Linked DNA regions of Canis lupus: region 1 is linked to region 2. Evidence: chromatin contacts called from public Hi-C data. All regions are on one chromosome and are shown on one strand. The core of a region is the stretch at or near the end of the contact, and the rest is flanking DNA. Distances in the headings are between cores, read along the strand shown. Region 1 holds the start of RALA (ras-related protein Ral-A). Region 2 has its middle 82 kb from the start of CDK13.

What was found. A called contact is a pair of places that touch in the nucleus more often than the background predicts.
Region 1: a Hi-C map of blood shows a contact between it and region 2, with 2.0 times the contacts expected there. The contact joins the promoter of RALA here to the enhancer-like site in region 2. A contact is called at or near these places in 3 of 9 Hi-C or Micro-C datasets (amygdala, blood and liver).

The regions. Positions count from the first base shown.
Region 1 is chr18:10,203,543-10,208,928 of UU_Cfam_GSD_1.0, forward strand. It overlaps RALA (ras-related protein Ral-A), which reads right to left and starts at 2,428. Exons shown (of 5, transcript XM_038562663.1): 1 at 2,200-2,428.
Region 2 is chr18:10,110,764-10,115,956 of UU_Cfam_GSD_1.0, forward strand. No RefSeq gene overlaps it. Among named protein-coding and RNA genes, the nearest start is that of CDK13, 82 kb to the left of the region's middle. Within about 2 kb of position 2,913, at least 18 of the 20 cell types and tissues checked have an H3K27ac peak or open chromatin away from gene starts, as enhancers often do. A contact at or near this core is called in blood and liver, where this site is marked.

The DNA.
Region 1 (5,386 bases), core at 1,178-3,677, 92 kb after region 2:
GATTCTTCCCTATAATTAGCCCTTTTTTTCCCTTGAAAGCCCTGCAAAGAAAGGATTGTACGAAACTACTTTAAAATAAGTGATACAGATAACTGCATATTCAGCAGACACATTAGGGAACATCTGGATCTCTGCAAAGAAATGTGAAAGTGGCTACTGGTAAATCATGCCAAGGTCCTATCAGGATGTGAGAGGATTTCACATACCCAGGGGAGAAATAAGCCACTATAAGCAATTCTGGGATGTATCAACGGTTTTCCAAACAGTGGTGACTCCCAATTTCCTCTTTTTGGTTAAGATAAGTTACGGTTATCAACCTCCAAACATAAGCTATCACTAGGAAATCTCTTTAATAACCCGGGATATGGGCAGCCCAGGTGGCTCAGTGGTTTAGCGCCGCCTTCAGCCCAGGGCGTGATCCTGGAGACCCAGGATTGAGTCCCGTGTTGGGCTCCCTGCACAGAGCCGGCTTCTCCCTCTGTCTCTGCCTCGCTCTGTGTCTCTCATGAATAAATAAATAAATAAAATATTAAAAAAATAATAATAATAACCCTGGATAAACTTGCTTAATTGGCAATTATTGAAGACTGGAATACACTGCCCAATCACAACACCCTAAATATAAATTTTAACCTTCCAGGGGAGGATAGTTTTGGAAGGACAACAAAGGATTCTTCTTGAATTGTCCTTTCACTACGCCAAAAAAACATTTAAGACAAAGCATAGTCTTTGCGCCAAGAAACTGGAACACAACAGAAAACCCAAGAAATAAATGACTCCTGAGGCAGCTGTGGCATCATCTCCACATTCATTCATTCAGTGAAGAAATACGGGAGAGCTCCTATGTTCCAGTAATCACTTGCGAGCAACAGGGATGCATAAGACACGGTTCCTGCCCTGAAAAAATTCAAAGCCTAAAAATAATGTCTGAAGAGTCACAAGAATCATTTTACAATAATACTGTATTCACAGACACAGAAACGAGTAAGATATACATTTAAATATATTAATAAAGGAGCTGGAAACAAACAAAAAACAGGCCGTCCACTGCGAGTTTATTAACAAATTTTGTTATATGAGTTAAGGGAACGTGATGACCAAAGTTGTAATGTACTTTCAGGACAAAAATTAACTTAGGGCACATGTTTTACAAAGGCCTCCCTACTCCCCCCACCCACCCACCCCTCGACACACACACACACACACACACACACACACAGCGACCACAATCTGCAAATTGGGTGCTTTTCAGCTTGACACGTCGGGCGTGGCACTGGAGATCTCACACAACCCCGAAGACACCTGGATAAGCTCGCACAAGCCTGGACATTCAGGTTTCCCAGCAGAAGCCAGTTAACTCCCTAATTCTCCCTAAACCTTGAAACAACACTGCCACCTCTCTGTGCTGTCATCCCTGCCCACTTACACACAGACACCCAGGCTAAAAGCAAACCACAAATCACATCTTCCACTCCTTCAGGAACAAATCTCCAAGAGGAATTACCCCCTCACTCAAACAAAACAAAACAAAACCCCCCAAAAAAAACCTATATTCTCTCCCTCGCTTTACAGGCTAGGTGATGCTAATAGGGGCAGACAGACCTGTGCAGTTCAAGGCGGAGCACCTAAGGACTTCAGTCTGAAAAAGCCATTGCTTTAACTGGCACAAAACCCTGGCGGAGATGCCTCAGAAGCAACTGCTCTAGTACAGGCGCGGAGTGGAGGAAAGGGAAGGAGGGGAGAGGGGCGGAGTGAAGCGCGGGGACTGCGGCGGGGGCCGGCGGGTCCCCCCGGGTCGCGGGCACCGCCCAGGCGGGGACCTCGGCGCGGCGGCCAGAGATGCAGGGTGACCTTCCGACGAGGCCGGCTCGCGGAGAGGCCGGGCTGGGAGGACCACGCCGCGGCTCGCGGCCCCCGGCTCCCGGCTCGCGGCCCTGGGCTCCCGGCTCCCGGCCCCCGGCTCGCGGCCCCCGGCCCCCGGCCCCCGGCCCCCGGCGGTGCGCTCGCCCGGCCCCCGCTCCCAGCCCGGGCTCGTCCCGCAGCTCGCTCCCGGGCGGAACGCGGGACGTGCAATCTCGGCGTCCCGGCCCTGAGCCTGGGCCTCGGGCCGCCGCCGCCCGGACACACCCCCGCCGCCGCCGCCGCCGCCGCCCCGCGGCCCCGACCCCTCCCGCGGCGGCCCGGGCGGGCATCGCTCACCTGCACCGCAAGCCGGTCCGCCGCCCCGCGGGCTTCGGGCGGACAGAGCTCGGCCCCTGTCGTCTGGGAGGCTCCCCGCCGCGGGCGGCAGGAGGACGAGTCCGACGGGCGGCGGCGGAGCCTGGGCGGCAGGAGCGGGAGCAGCAGCAGCAGCAGGAGGAGGAGGACTCGGGGCGCTCCGCTCTCCGGAGATCCACCCTCCTCCTGGCCGCTCTGCAGCAGCCGCCGCAGATCACTTCCGGGGCGCCGGGGAGCGGGGCGGGGCCGGCTGGGGAACTACTTCCGGTCCGTGGGCCGAGAGGAGGGGGCCGGGGGCCGGGGCTGGAGAACAATGGCCGGCGGGGCGCGGACTGGCCGGCGTCGCCCCGCTGCGCTGCCCCGCGGGCGGCCCTACCCAGGCCCCCCGCGCCCGGCGAGGTGGGGGTCGCCGCAGGCCTCGCGGAGGTGCCCGCATCTCGGCGTCCTCGTCTCTCTTGTGGGGCCCGGGCGGGGTTCGCGGGGAAGGAGGGGACGCGGAGGCCGCCATCTTGCTCTCGGCGGCGGGGGTTGGAGGTGGTTTGGCGGGTGGCCGCCCGGCTGGCGGGCTTCGGAAGTGCGGGGCCTCGGTCTGCGGAGGGCGGAGCGGACGACCCGCGGGTGCCTCGGGTCTTTCAAGGTCAGGGCCCCCCGCCCCTCCCCCCCAGCACCAGCACCGGGGACGGGGCGGGCGCATCCACGTCCCCACAAAGAGGACATGCGGCACGCGGCGAATCGCGCGTCGGAGCGTGGGCAGTGATTCCAGGACTTAAAAAGGTCAAGCCTGGGTTGCTGGGGACAAAGGTGATGGAGACGCAGGGACCAAATGTCTTCACTCCTCGGTGAGGCAAGGAGGAGAGGAGTGACCCTGGACAGCTTTAGGGGAGGAGTGGGGCCACAGGGCCTGTGCACGAGGGGCCGGCGCAGAAGTCTAGGGAAAGGATGGGGCCATTGTGTGGGTAGCGGTGAGCGTCCAATTGCAGTTGGTTGCTGGGGGCAGATTCTCGGTAAGCGAATGGAAGTAGCAATAATGATGCCTGGAAGAAGCAATAATGATGCCTGGAAGAAGCAATAATGATGCCTGGAAGAAGCAATAATGATGTCTGGAAGAAGCAATAATGATGTCTGGAAGAAGCAATAATGATGCCTGGAAGTACCAATAATGATGCCTGGAAGTACCAATAATGATGCCTTATTTTGCTTTTAGAGGAGGGTGAGGGTAAGATCTACCAAAATGAGATAGGGAATGGCGGGGATGGGGTCAGGGAGTGCCATTTTGGACCTGGCCCATTGAGTGCGGTCTGGCAGTTGCCGCCTGTGTCTAGAGCTCTGGGGAAATTCTGGGCTGAGGTCAGGGACACCACAGGCTCGCATCCCCACCTCCAAGCCCACTGCAGTCTCCTCTCATTGAACAGTCTCAAAACCACTCCTTTTCCTTACCTTCTTGTGGGAAGATTGCTGAAATAATCACCTTTTTAAATCCCCCGTCTGGTAGTACATGTCCATCCACACATGCTAACACCCAAATGTCTCCCTGGTCAAGACTAGAAAGGTCAGGCTTACAGAAAACCCAAATATGGCCATGTTAGCTAGTGTAGCAGCACAAACTCCTAAGATGGAATGCCATTGTTAACGTAAAAAAAGTTTTTAAGTTTAATCATTGGCGATAAACAGCTTATTTAAAGCAGCCACAAAGGATTGTGACGGGAGGTTGCACAAATACCTGTCGAATGGAGAGCCAGGAGGTCGACTTCCAGAAAAGTGAGCAATGGGAACACAATGACGGTCAACCTCGAGTTGATTAGTCAGCCTGTCTCAACTGCTTCTTGGCTGTTGAAAGCCAAGCTAACCTACCTGAAAGCAGAAATAGAATGGGTCGTTTTCAGCAAAGACTTCGGAAAGCTGCAAATAACAAAACCCCTATAAATAAGAGCTGCAACAGCAAACCAAAGACTATGGGTTTTTATTTGGCACTTTTGAATGTAAACCACGAGGGACTCTCGCCTTTAGTTCTTAGATTATTCAAATATATTATTCTCAGTTTTCTTAGAGTGGAAATACATGTAGGTGTATTAACAACCAGCTAATGGATACCATACTGAACTGGAAATGAGAACAATGATCTCGAGGCCCCTTTATGTTCTTTGTTCACCATATGACCCTAGCACGGTCACTTAACCTCTCCATGCCCTAGTTTCTTTGTAAAATAGAGATAATAATAACCCTCTACTGGCCTGCCTCTCGGAGATATTATAAGAAATAACAAATTAATGCTTTAAGAGCTCTTTGAGGTACTTGGATGAAAGGGTATAATTGTAACTATATATTATTAATAATTAACACTAATATCCAGTAGAACTCATGAGCATTCCTAAATTTGCTGCCTGGGCAACTTCAAGAACATGAAGGATTCTGTTTTTGAAATAGGCTTAAGTTTACAACAACAACAAAAAAGATAGGCTTAGATTTATTCCTGTGTTTAATTTTCATTATTTATGATCAAACCTTGTCTATTAAACATAGAATAAGTAAAGAGTAAAAGATTTTAGTAACTAATTCTTATGTTCACTGCTATTATAGCTAATCTGTGTTTTGGACATATACAGGTAGGTATGCTTTTGTCAGAATCTTGTTTTAGAATTAGTCATTAGTTTACTGTAGTCATATAACTGGAATTTTCTATGAAAGCATTACTCATGTCCCTATAGAATAAAAAGTTTTACCTGCAGTTACATGTTTGTCTGAAACAGGAAGCATTCCTGTGAATTATCTGTCATTCTCATCATTGATTAACCAGAAATACAAAATAAAAAATGTATAGGCCTATGAGGTTTTGTCCAATGTCTACCCTGCAGTAGATGAAGCTTTGCCCATTAGATTAGTAGATTTATAGGGATCTGGGTGGCTCAGTTGGTTAAGTGTCTGCCTTGGGCTCAGGTCATGATCCCGGGGTCCCAGGACAGAGCCCCACATCGGGCTCCCTGCTCAGTGGAGAGTCGGCTTCTCCCCCCAACCCCGCCCCCCCCCGGTTGTGCTCTCTTGCTTGCTCACTCTCTCAAATAAATAATCTTTTAAAAAAGATTAATAGCTTCATTATTTCTTTTTTGAAAGGTATATGCATATGTAAACACATTTAAACATTCATGGCTATGTAATATGCATATTTTTATAC
Region 2 (5,193 bases), core at 1,663-4,162:
GGTGGGGGACTTAACAGTGGGGCTGTTTGGCAGTTAGGGGAAGTCTCCAGCTAACTGGGGAATGTTCATCTCTGTGTCTATCTAGTTTCAAGGGGACAAACAGTTCAAACTAATCACTCATGAGACACAGAACAGGACATTGGCCAAAGGCAAAAGGGTCTATGTCTGGCCTTGTCACTCCTACCCAAGACTTTGTGTATTAGTGTATGTGTGCTTTTCTTCTCTCTCTCTCTTTCTCCCTCTCTCTTTTAGTTGGTAACCTTTCAAATATATGCAAAGGAAGAGAGAATAGTATAATGAATCCTCATACAATAATCCCCCAATTTAAGTATCAAAAATTGGCCACTCTTGGTCATTTAGCCCTCTTTACTTTTTTCAACGTATTTTAAGACAAATCCTAGACAAAGTGTCACTTCACTTTGATATGCATCCGTCAGTTATCTTTAGCCAATTTTTTGACGTTTGGGAAGTTTTCCTGGACGAAGTGACGTCTAAGTTGAGATCAGAAGGACAAGCTGCAAAGAGCCTGGTGAAGATGTAGGTGGTGGGGCGGGACAGAGGAGCGGGAATGTTCTACTCATTCATTCTACCCAAGAGCATGTGCTAGGACTTCATGGTAATTTTGAAGAGAAGGGGATCCGTGGGAGATGGGTGCACATAGGTAAGCTGCGGCCCTTTCATACAAGGTTTTGTGAGCCTCAAGTTCTGGAAGGTCTAAGTTAACTAGAGGAGGAGGAGGAAACAGCACGTCCAAAGATTTCCCTACCCCACTAGCTCTCTCCAGCTTTGTTCCTCTGGGGTCCACTTTCAGTTTTTTTTTTTTTTTTTAAGATATTTATTTATTTATTTATTCATGAGAAACACAGAAGCAGAGACACAGGCAGAAGGAGAAGCAGGCTCCCCATGGGAGCCCGATGTGGGACTCAATCAGGGTACCCTAGAATCATACCCTGAGCCAAAGGCAGTTGCTCAACCACTGAGCCACCCAGGCGCCCCGTCTACTTTCAGTTCTTGCCTGAGGTGGGGACCATGGAATCTAGTGGGTCTCAAGGCATCCGACTAAGCAAAATGCACAGAGGGGGCTTCAGTTCTCCCCCTTATCATCCCTCATTCCTGCCTGCCGAGGCAGGTGGGCTCTGGCCTGGTCCTCCCCCTCCCAGGCTGTTAGGTCAGAATGGGGGCTTGTCTTTCACTGACTTGATGCTCCTGAGCCCCACTCAGAGAAGTGGGGAGCTCCATGTTCTTGAATGAAAGATTGAGGACGTTGCACAGTACACAGCTGAGTCCACATGTCAGGAGAGACCTGAGCTGGCAACAGAGATTTGGGAACCGTCTGCACAGATGTGCTGGAGGTGGAAAGGGAGCCTAGGCCCGTGACCAGAGCGAGGCCAATATTTAAGTGCCCAGCAGAGCAGTCACATGACATCTTGGCATAATTTTCTTAAGCTGCATAAGTGCATTGGTTCATTATTTCTCTTGTAATGTGTTCCTGTGTGAAAAACAAAACTATGAATTAGGGTCATCTGGGTGGCTCAGTGGTTGAGCATCTGCCTTCAGCTCAGGATGAGATCCCAGGGTCCTGGGATCAAGTCCCACATCGGGCTCCCTGCATGGAGCCTGCTTCTCCCTCTGCCTGTGTCTCTGCCTCTTTCTCTGTGTCTCTCATGAATAAATAAACAAAATCTTTAAAACCCCCAAAACTATGAATTATGGCAAAGTTTATGCCTTTTCTTTGGAACCAGTAAATCTATGAGATGGCAGCAAGTTGGGGTACAGCTGGGGGTGGTGGAGGGGATAATGAAATGATCAGGAGGAGAGAGAAGCAAGCTGAGTCCCTGGGAATAAGACGTGAGGGTTGGGGGAGGCAAAAGCACCGGAAGCCACACCCGCCAAAGGGGCAAACAGTTAACAGAATGAGCCTGGGGACCCCACGCAGAATACACATTTAACAAAAATCCATTTTCTTTACTAAAAATTAGACATCATAATGACCATTTCTTAAGAGCCAGGGGCTTGGCATCTTCTCTCCGTGGTTTCACAGTCTCCGCGACACCCCACCGCGGAGGGATTCACCGTCCTGTCTGCAAATGAGGCGCCGCAGGGGGTGCCTTGCTGGCGAGAAGCGCTGGAAATGACCCGTGTTCTGACTCAGCCACTCGTCCAGCTGTGCCAGCCGGGGCAAGTCGCTTCATCTCGAACCCCTTAAAGACACCTGGCAGGTGAGAGACCCCCGCTGGAAGCGCCAAGCCGCAAGGGCTCCAATGCCCCTGCACCCCGAAGCCGCGGCCCGGACCCCAACATCCCCATTTTACAGATGCGGCCACGGAGGCCAGAGGCAGAGCTGGGTCTGGGATGCCCGCCTCCCGGTTAGTGGGAAGCTCTCGTCGTGAAGCTGCAGGTGCCCGCGCAGCGGCGCGGACAGCCAGTCCCTTCTCTCTGGGGGTGATCCTGGGGTCCTGGGATCGAGTCCCGCTCGGGATCTCCCGCTGCCTGTGTCTCGGCCTCTCCCTCTGGTTCCACATAAGGAAAAAATGCGCAGAGGACGTGCCACAGCGAGAACAAAGCTGGCGGGGCGCACTCGCAGCGGGGCTGCAGGCTGGGGACCCCCGCCCCCACCCGGTCCCCGCCCCCACTCCTAGCCCCACCCCACCCCCATCTCCACCCCGCCCCCACCCCGCGGCCGAGCCCGAGCCCGAGCCGGGGGGATCCGGCTTCCGGCTTCCAGGCCCTACGGACGCAGCCGCCTCTGCCCCGGGGACCCCGTCTCCTGGAGCCGGGGGAGGCCCAGGTCGGCCCTGGCTCGCGGCCCGGCGGCAGTCGCCATGGAAACCGCCGCCCGCGTCACCCGGGACCACAGCTCCCCTCCTTCCCACGCAAGGGGGAGAGAAATTTCGACCAATGAGATGGCGAGAGCCTCGTGACGTCAACAGTCGCTGGGTGGGCGGTCGGGGCTGGCGCCTCGGGCTGGGGGTTGGGCAGGAGGGCGGGCGCGGGGCGAGGAGGAAGGGGGCGCGGGGCGGCAGGGCTCCCGGTCCCCCGGACGTCCTGCAGGCACCTCCTCTCGGGTTCTCCCGACTCACCGCCCGCCCCCCCATCGCATCCCTCCTGCTCCTCCCCTGGGAGCAGGGCCGGAGAGGTCTGGGCGGGGAGTCGGGTCGCTGACTTGCGGGGAAGGTGGGGCTCAGGCGCAGGGGGAGTGGGGAGAGGGGAGGGGAGGGGGGGAGGGGGGAGGGGAGGGGGGGGGGGAGGGGAGGGCGGGGCGGGGGACGCCTGGGGGCCGGGGGCGCCCGCCAGCCCCGCGGTGAAGGACGGAGCCTGAATGCCCGCCGTCTCCTTCCTCTGCCGCAGACCCCGAAAGAACCTGGGTCTCTAAGCCGCGGAGGCCGGCGTGCGCCTTCCTCGTGGCAGGCATCTCCTCCCTGGTATTTGTGGCTGGGGTGAGGAAGGCGGTGTCCCTGTCAAGGGTTCCTCGGCCCAGAAGGTACCTTAGCAGGCCACAGAACCCGGCTCAACCCAGCTCCAGAGGCTCCCTGCAGGGAAGCCCCTCCTTCCTCCGTGCGTCCCTTGCTCAGCGCGTGCAAGGGCCACCTGTGAGCCAGGCCCAGCTCCAAGGACTGCAGGTGCGGCCGTGCGGGAGACAGGAGGCTCCTGCCCTCCGGGGGATGGCACTCGGGGCGGCCTTCGAACCTGCATTCTCCACTCGAGACCAGGACTGCGCTGAAAGTGGCCCTTTGTGCTGAAGGCAGTGAAGAGATCATGGCCAGACATGGCCCTAAAAGAGGGTAACCCTCCCCTTAAAAAAAAAAAATTAGCTTTGTTGAGGTATAATCGGCACCTACAATTATAAGATATTTGAAGTGTACATCGCAGAGATTTGATATACATACACGTTGTGGAAGGATTCCCCCCACGTAGTTAGTTAACACATTCATCACCTCACATGCTTGTCTGTCTTCTCTCTCTCTCTCTCTTTTTTATGTGAGAACATTTACAGTCTACTCTCTTAGCAAACTTCAGTAACACAATACAGTGTTTTCAATGTGGTCACCATGTTTTACATTTTTTAAAAAGATTTTATTTATTCATGAGAGACACAGAGAGAGAGAGGCAGGCTCCATGCAGGGAACCCAATTCGAGACTTGATCCCAGGGCTCCAGGATCACACCTTGGGCCTAAGGCCACGCCAAACTGCTGAGCCACCCAGGGATCCCCATGTTTTACACTATAATGCTCCTCAGATCCTATTCATCTTAGAGCTGAAAGTTTATATCTCTTTACCAACTCTCCCTATCTCCTCCTACACCCCAGCTCCTGCAGCCACTTTTCTACTCTGTGTTTCTATGCATTTGGCTTTTTTTTTTTTTTTAAGATTTTTTAAGATAAGAGGGGTGTCTGGGTTCATTAAGCATCTACCTTTGGCTCAGGTCATGATCCCAGGGTCCTGGGATGGAGCTGGCATCAGGCTCTCTGCTCAGCGGGAACTCTGCTTCTTCCCCTCTGCCCCTCCCCGCGCCTCTCTCTCTCTCTCTCTCTCTCTCAAATAAATAAATAAAATCTGAGGGACCTGGGTGGCTCAGTTAAGCATCTACCTTGGGGTCAGGTCATAACCCAGGGTCCTGAGATTGAGCCCCACATTGGGCTCCCAGTTCAGCAGGGAGCCTGCTTCTCCCCTTTCTCTGGGCTTATTCTCTCTCTCACTATCTCTTTCTCTCAAATAAATAATAACATCATTTTTTAAGAAATCTGATAGCAAGTGTGTGTGTCTGGCTTTTCACTAACAAGTGTATCCTTTCTTGATGACATCCTGACCATATCCCCCACACTGCCCTTCCCTGGTACTAGGTAGGGACTGAGGCCTCAGGGCCAACTCTCCGGGCCCCTGTGTAGTGTCCATCCTCTCTGCCCCAGAACAGTCTCTCCCCTTTGGCCTCAGATGGGAAGATTCACCCAGGAAGAATGAGGCCTCAGTTCGAGCCTCAGCCCTATCCTGAGCCGCCGTCTCAGGAAGGAGTAAGAGGGGTATGGTGTCGAGGTTCAAGGAGTTTGGGGGCTGGCCCAGGGAAAACATGACCATGAGGGGCAGTAACACACAAGATTTAACAAGTTTGCCCTCGGGAGGCGGGGCAGGTGGGGGGCGGTGACCCTCTCATAGCATGAAACCAGCAGAAGCTCTAAGTGAGCTCAATGAGCCAC